Regions from separate parts of the Mus musculus genome. Here region 1 is linked to region 2. The links are chromatin contacts, called in public Micro-C maps. All regions are on one chromosome and are shown on one strand. The core of a region is the stretch at or near the end of the contact, and the rest is flanking DNA. Distances in the headings are between cores, read along the strand shown.

What was found. A called contact is a pair of places that touch in the nucleus more often than the background predicts.
Region 1: a contact with region 2 is called in a Micro-C map of the G1E-ER4 cell line. The contact joins two enhancer-like sites. A contact is called at or near these places in 3 of 15 datasets of contacts at CTCF or cohesin (the G1E-ER4 cell line, large pre-B cells and pro-B cells), 72 of 484 Hi-C or Micro-C datasets (the AML12 cell line, the AtT-20 cell line, the Ba/F3 cell line and 41 more), 2 of 115 datasets of contacts at active chromatin or transcription factors (embryonic basal ganglia and large pre-B cells) and 1 of 9 other capture datasets (adipose tissue).

Annotation. Positions count from the first base shown.
Region 1 is chr1:52,750,846-52,754,767 of GRCm38.p6, forward strand. No RefSeq gene overlaps it. Among named protein-coding and RNA genes, the nearest start is that of Mfsd6, 25 kb to the left of the region's middle. Within about 2 kb of position 2,101, at least 33 of the 459 cell types and tissues checked have an H3K27ac peak or open chromatin away from gene starts, as enhancers often do. A contact at or near this core is called in the G1E-ER4 cell line and neural progenitor cells, where this site is marked.
Region 2 is chr1:52,300,469-52,304,249 of GRCm38.p6, forward strand. No RefSeq gene overlaps it. Among named protein-coding and RNA genes, the nearest start is that of Gm31955, 3.3 kb to the right of the region's middle. Within about 2 kb of position 2,308, at least 9 of the 459 cell types and tissues checked have an H3K27ac peak or open chromatin away from gene starts, as enhancers often do. A contact at or near this core is called in the G1E-ER4 cell line and neural progenitor cells, where this site is marked.

The sequences.
Region 1 (3,922 bases), core at 851-3,350, 450 kb after region 2:
CTCTTCTTCTCTTCTCTTCTCTTCTCTTCTCTTCTCTTCTCTTCTCCTCTCCTCTCCTCTCCTCTCCTCGCCTCTCCTCTCCTCTCCTCTTCCTCTTCCTCTTCCTCTTCCTCTTCCTCTTCCTCTTCCTCTTCCTCTTCCTCTTCCTCTCTCTCTCTCTCTTCTCTCTCTCTCTCTCTCTCTCTCTCTCTCTCTCTCTCTCTCTCTGCCTTTCTCTGTCTCTACTACCCTCTTAACTCCCTTCCCCATGCCCTTAATATACTCTATACTATACTGTCCTGTGGCTGGTTCCTCAGGGGAACGTGATGATTCCGCATGGGCCTGCAGAGGCCCCTCTTCCTCCATACCTGACTGACTACAGCTCCATAGAATATATCCCCCTTCTCTATCTTTTTATAAACACATCATAAAGTTCTTAATGATGTAGACTCATCTAACTCAGCTTATTTAGGATCAGGGCATTGTAAATATAATCTAAAGCAGGACAGTGGTGCCACCCTTAGTGCCAGCACTAAAGGGGACAGAAGAAAGCAGGTCTCTGTGTTCAAGACCAGTCTGGTCTAAAGAGTGAGTTCCGGGATAGCTAGGACTACACAGAGAAACCCTGTCAAAACAAAACAAAACAAAACAAAACAAAACAAGATAAATACAGTAACAAACAAAACAAAAACACAAAAGCAAATATAATCTAGAGAAAAGAAAAACATCATTTAGAATTACAGAGCTTTGAGTAGAGCCAGAATTCTAGGTAGCTTGAGAATGAGCAGAAAAAAAAAAAAAACAAGCAAACAAAATCTTTAGAGTGCTGGTGCCACAGAGCCCAGACTCCAGGGTCATATCACACAGGAAATATTTTTTAAGTAAATTTGAGAGTAAGACAAAAAAGACAAAAACAAAAAAACAAAAAAAAAACACAACAACCCTGCACTCAAATAAAAAGGAAAAAAAACCAAAACCAAAACCATGCAGGTGTGTGTGTGTGTGCGTGTGTGTGTGTGTGTGTGTGTGTGTGTATCTGTAGCAAAACTATGAGCATCCTGGCTCAGCCTTCTGAGGACCAAGCTATTGCCTGATTTTTAATTATTTGTTTCTAGTGACTAACCCAAATGAAGCTATAAGATCTAGGATGCCTGAACCCAAGGTTCTGAAGGACCAGTTCCTAGTTGCTCTAAGGCTTTCTGTGGGAAGAGACCATAACACCATTTTATCATCATCAATGGGGTGTATCTACCTTGGCCAACCCCATACAGAAGAGCCAGTCCTACTCACCAAACTCTGGAGCTGGGGCTGAATCCTGGAAGGTGCATAAAAACTTGCAGCCATTGTTATTTGACTCTGTCTTGATTTGTGCAAAGTCACTGCAGTGTCATGCATTACCTAACAATAAAAGAGATGAAGTTTAAAAAAAAAATGAAAGAAAGAAGGACAAACAAAAGGAAAGGAGAGGGGAGGGGAGGGGAGGGAGGGGGGAGGGGAGGGGAGGGGAGGGGAGGGGAGGGGACGGGAGGGGAGGGGAGGGGAGGGGACGGGAGGGGAGGGGAGGGGAGGGGAGGGGAGGGGAGGGGAGGGGAGGAGAGACTATTTTCAAAGCTGTTGGCTGCATGCTTTAAGTCCACTAGGAAAGCATCTATTATAGCTTAGGCTTCCTTTGGATGTGATTTTCACCCTATCAACCCAGACTTAAGAGCCACTATTAATTATGGATAAAAAAGTTACACTTAACCCTCCTCTACCTCCCTCTCTCCCTTGCTCCATCCCTCTTTCTTTCTTCCTTCCTTCCTTCCTTCCTCTCTCTCTCTCCCTCTTTCTTTCTTCCTTTCTCTCTCTCTTTCTTTCTTTCTTTCTTTCTCTCTTCTTGTCCTTTTCTCTTTTTTCGAAAAACACATCTAGACAAAATTGAGGATAAGAAGCAATGGAGGACATAGCAAATATGTGTGTGTGTGTGTGTGTGTGTGTGTGTAGTTTATATCTTTCCTGCCATATTGTAGGTGGTACTTTGAGGGGGCTATTTTTGGTAGCTTGCTCCAGCCTGTGGGTAAAGAATGCAGAGCTCAGATGAGCTGCAGTGAATGGGGCCAAGCAGCCAGGATCCTTAAATAGCATGACTCAGCAGAGTCCCTTAATCAGAGAGTTTGTCTGCCTTCTGAGCAGAGAACACACGTCAGAAGTCTAGCTTAATAGGAAGAGACAAGAGGCCTCCAAGAGAATCACCAAGAACCTCGGAGATGTCTTGGCATTGCAGAGGAGTGGTACCTGAGCTTGCAATTGTCTGTCTCCTTTCATTCTTGCCAAAGGAAGTTCCATTTGCCTGCTATCTTGATGGATTTGTGTGTTTATAGAACTTTTAATTCTTTCAGAGATATAGTGAACACATGTCCTGTAAGTTAGTGACTGACTATGGCTGGAGATTGGCTTCTGGCTGTGAAGGCCTTGAGACCTCCATGGTAAGAACACAGTGATGGGGTGTTAGCCTGAGGCCAAAGCTTGGGAGCTCAGGTCCCTGAGAGACAGAGTAGTAGCCACCCTCCTGTACCTGTTTTAAGTCTTACAGATGGCAAGGTCCTTGCTGTGGGCTGCCCAGAAATTAGACTTTCCCTATAGTTGGTCGTGGATTACAGCCAATGAAAAGTGGTTGAGGTCTGCCCTCCAGCATAGCTGTAGCCATTTTGTTCCATGCTCACCAGTTATTTCATTTTGTTGCTGTAATATACCTGCCACTCATTGACACAGAAAAATAACTTGACTCAGAGCAGGATCATATTGACTGCAGCCCCTGTTATGTTCAGCATGTTCTAGGTTTGTTAATCCTAAAGAATTCCACAGAATTTTAATTCCATCAACTTAAAGGTCAATATGAACTGTTCTGACTAAAATATCTGGAGTCAGGGCTGACCACTGGATGGCATGTCCTGCATGTACACATGAACTTTTTTTTTTTTTTAATAAGCCTACTCTTCCAAATGTTTGATGCCATAGCCCCAGGCCCAATTCTGAGCTATGGTCCTGATCGATCAATACTAAGATGTGTGTTCAATAAACAATCTCTATCTGACTTAGATCAGTCTTCCTGTGTTTTGTGGAGCAGATCCTAGACCACAACAAATTCACCCTGCTTTGTCATTTCCTTTATCTGGTTGTGGGTAACGCAGAACCACTGTTACTACATTGTCTGTGAATAAAAAGACCTTAGTGAGGGGCTTGGGGAGGAAGATGCATGAGTCCCTGAAGACATCAGAGCAGGGTTTCTGCTCTGGACCAAACCATTCATTCCCCTTCTGTGAGAAACCACTTTGATCTTATGTAATTGTTCAGGCATTTCTGTCACTTGCAATTAAAGCTAACACATACTGATAGAAAGTGACTTTCAGATGGACTTCCTGTGGATAGAAGGCCTACCTCAGAGTCTGCCTATGGATGCAGTGATGTTGTCACACTCTCACCGTCCTAACACTTCAGAACCGTGTATAAGCCATTACAGGGCTAAAACTGCTTTATGGAACTCTCTTCCATTAGCACTTATAGATAGATCTCTCATGGAGGGGTGTGGCCTGTGTGTGAGTATGAGCTGTAGCTAAGGGGCCAAAGTCAATCGAAAGGCTGACACTATGAGAAGCATATTAAGACTTTGGACACAGGGGCTGAGAAAGTGGTACAGTTGGTACAGTTCTTGTGCAAGAATGAGGACCTGACTTCAGTTCCCCATCTGAAAAGGCTTGGCATGGCTGCCTGAATCTGTGACCCTAGTGCTTGGGCAGAGATTGGCACACAAAGAGGCAGATCTTGGAGTGGTCCATGAGTCTGTCTGAATCAGTGAATTCAAGGTCCAGTGAGACACTTTGTTTCAAAATTTAGTGATGAAGAAAGAAACCCAATACTGATGTCAACCTACTCAAGCACATGCTCACTCTATCTCTGTGTCTCC
Region 2 (3,781 bases), core at 1,058-3,557:
TCTATTTTTAAGAATGTTGATGGAGTGTGACTTTGATAACCCACCATACAAGACTGACAGGGAACCTAAAAGCATCCAAAAGCATGGTTCATCTCTCCTGTACACATCTGGACTGGAACATCTGGCCCCAAATTCCTACTGTGGAGTTACCAGGCTTCAGCAGATGGACTCGTAGTGATTGGAATGATGGCTTGGTCATGAATATGGCAAGTAAATGTCTCCTAAGTAAACTCCCACCTGTATTAGCTACTGTGAAGGTGTTGCTAGGTCCATTTTACTGGTGTTTATTGACAATTTGTGTGTGTATGTGGTGTGTGTGTGTGTGTGTGCATGCGTGCTCATGCAGTTCTCCTTGTTGGGTCTGGCTGGCTTCAACAGTCAAACCTTACTAATACTGAGGCAGCAAGTGAGGAACATGGAATAGTTGAACTTCCAATGATGGTCTTCTACTGGATAAAGAGCATCTTAAGTCATTGCAGTCTGCAGCAACTATCATGATTTGAGAGGACAGAAAACTATTCTTTCCTTAGCATTTCCCTCAAAACATGTTCTGCTTAAGAGCCGGTGAGATGGCCCAGTGGATGAAGGTGCTTGCTTTAGGGCAAACCCATTGACCTAAGTCTGAAGACTGAAACCTGCGTGAAAGGCAGGAGGAAGAAACCAGCTCCACAAACTTCCATGTCTTCTGACCTTTATACGTGTGCCATGGTGGGCATTTGCACACAGAGAAACACCAACACCACCAACAATAAAATACAAATTTAAAAACATTTTCTACCCGAAGGTTGAGCACTTGTTCAAAAACTCCTAACGAGGAAGACAACAACACTAGAAAAACCTTGAACTCTTTAAAGTTTACGAGCAGGGTCAGGGTGCTTTTAAAAAGCAGTTAAGAATTTTTCATAAAACTATACTAAATGATAGCTGCTGGAATTTTTCTACTTGTAATACCAGGAACATCCAGCAGGCTGTGCCCCTTCCAGCAGGCTGTGCCCCTGAACCAGGGTATTTTAATGGACACTCTAAGTTGTAAAACTTTTCAAGCCACTAAAATTTTCAAATCTTTCATTTGTTGCTTTTTCATGGTTTAAACAGTAAATTTCCAAACATGCACAACAGAAAGCCAAAAGCAATACTTTTATAAGTGTGTCATGTTTCTATGAATAACTTATAATTTTAATAATGCAGACAAGATTAAATATTTTTTCTTTATATTCTAACTATAGATTTTAATGAGATTTTATAGAAATAAAAATGATAAGAAATGATGACAATATTTTTAAAATAATCTTTTTAATACATTACTTTTAAGTCCTTAACATTTACCTTTTCTTTCTTTTAAAAAACATTTTATTTTATGTGTATAGGTGTTTTACCTGCACATATGACTGCACATGTTTGTGCAGTGCCTGAAGTGGGCAGAAGAGTGTTAATTCACCAGAACTGGGGTTACAAGGTGTTGTGAGGAGCCTTGTGGTCCCCAGAATGAAACCTGGTTCCTCTGGAAGAGCAGTCAGTGTTCTTAACCCCCGAGCCATCTTTCCAGCCCCTGATTTTTGGCTTTTACTCTTTACTTCTTGGCTTTTTGAGGAATAGTCTCATTCTGTATCTCTGGCTGCCTTGAACTTGTTGTGTCGCCCAGGCTGGGCGCAAAAGTATGGTCATTTTCCTATGCCTGCCTCCCAAGAGCTGGGATTTCAGGCCTGGGCCACAATACCCAGTTCTTTATTGACTTTCAGATTAAAATATTATTCCATTAAAACTGTGGAAGTTATTGAGCACTACACAGGGAAGGACAGATGGAGAAATATGATCTGGTTTTAAAATATGACCCAGGTACAGTTATATTAAAATAAGTGAAGTTTGGTCCTCAGCCAGCATCAGCCACATCACCAGGAATCTTGCGAGGTAAATTCTGAGGCTCCTTCTAGACTAAACCAACCAAAGTAGAAACTCTGGAGAACTGAGTATGGCAGCCACTTTGTAACAAATTCTCAAGATGATTTGGGTGCACCTTAGAGTCTGAGACCACCGAGAACACTTATTAACACAAATGTTCTATTCAGTGCTGAACATTCTCTCTCTCTCTCTCTCTCTCTCTCTCTCTCTCTCTCTCTCTCTCTCTCTCTCTCTCTCTCTCCCTCCCTCCCTCCCTCCCTCCCTCCCTCCCTCCTTCCCTCCTTCCCTCCTTTCTCTCTTCCTCCCTCTCTTTTCTCCTCCCACTTCTCTCTCACTCCCCATGGAGTCCACTTAGTATCCTCAGTGTTTGAATAGACGGAGCGCCATCTACTGGACCATGGCAACCTCGCAGGGACAGCGTCCCTAAGAAAATCAACTACCTCTCCCAGCTGCCATCAACTGCCAACAACTCCACAGCTACAACAAAAACAAAACAATCCCAAATGAATGTGGGGACGGAATTTGTAGGGAGAAGGAAGATGACAGGGGTACTAGAGAGATTAGATCAGAACGCACTTTAAAGGGCTTTTTGTTTGTTTGCTTGTTTTGTTTCGTTTTGTTTTGAGGTTTTGTCTGGCTTGATCTAGGTTCATGGTGTCATACCCGCTGTCAGTTCATATATGTAACTGCCCTGTTGTGTTCTGAAAACACAATTTCACTATAGTTATTACTGCTTCTGGCTCTTAGAATCTTTTGCCCCGTCTTCCTTAATGCCTTGGGAGAAGGGAATGCCATCACTTATTCTTAACAATTTGAACAACTACACATATCCATTCATTGCAGAAAAGTGGGAGAATCTCAGAAGAGAGGGTAGAAAGAACGTCAGAGCCAGAAGATAGAGTGTGAGACGCTGACCTCTGGAAATGGACAGCCAACGACGTCATGCCTTTCCAGCTGCTGAGGCTGCATGCAGTGGTCCACAGCGGACTGCACCCTTCACCAGTCAATCAAAAACTGAGGAGGCTGCCCAGAGGGTCCTACTTTCCCTTCTGAGCTGTTGGATACTGAAGGATTTTGGAGGAGGCTCAGCCATTGTCTTCAGTTGCGTGTGTACTCACTGTGGAGCTCACCAGGTTCTGGGGAAGTGTTCCAAAGCCAAGGGCACACAGAGACCCTGGTTATACTCCCCAAACAAACAACAAAACAAAACAAAACCACAACCCCAAATGAACATGGGAAAGGGACTTGTAGGGAGAAAGAAGGTGACAGATGTACTAGAGAGATCAGGTCAGAGCACTTTAAACATGCATGAAACTGTCAAAAACCAAAGTCAACAAAAGAAATTTTAAGTACACATTTCCAATAGTATTCCAGAATGAGTCAGAGTATCCACTGTCTAGAAGGTTTCATTTTTACAAACACAGTAGGCAGTCTCTGGCACTTAGGATTTGAAGGGACTGGAAATAGTTTTTAACATTTCTCTCAGCACTTTAACCAAAAGGCAATCAATTTCATGCTACCAAGCCAGGGTGCCTGTGGCGGGGGGCGGGGAGGAGGGAACGAATGTCTTTACTTTTTACTAATGATCCTTTAGGACTTATTTTTTATTTTTTAAAAATATGTTTGGATGTATGCCATGTACATGCAGGTGGCAGAGGAGGCCAGAAGAGGACGCTGGAGTCCCTGGAGCTGGAATTAAAGGCATCTGTGAGCTGACATGGGAACCCAACTTAGGTCCTCTGAAGACCGTTGAATGTCATTAACCATCGACCCATTTCTCTAGTTCTTCATAAATGTTTTCTTTTTTTAATTTGAAGCAAGGAATGTAGGCGCGAATACACTGTAACTCACTATGTAGACCTGGCTGGCCCTGAACTCACAA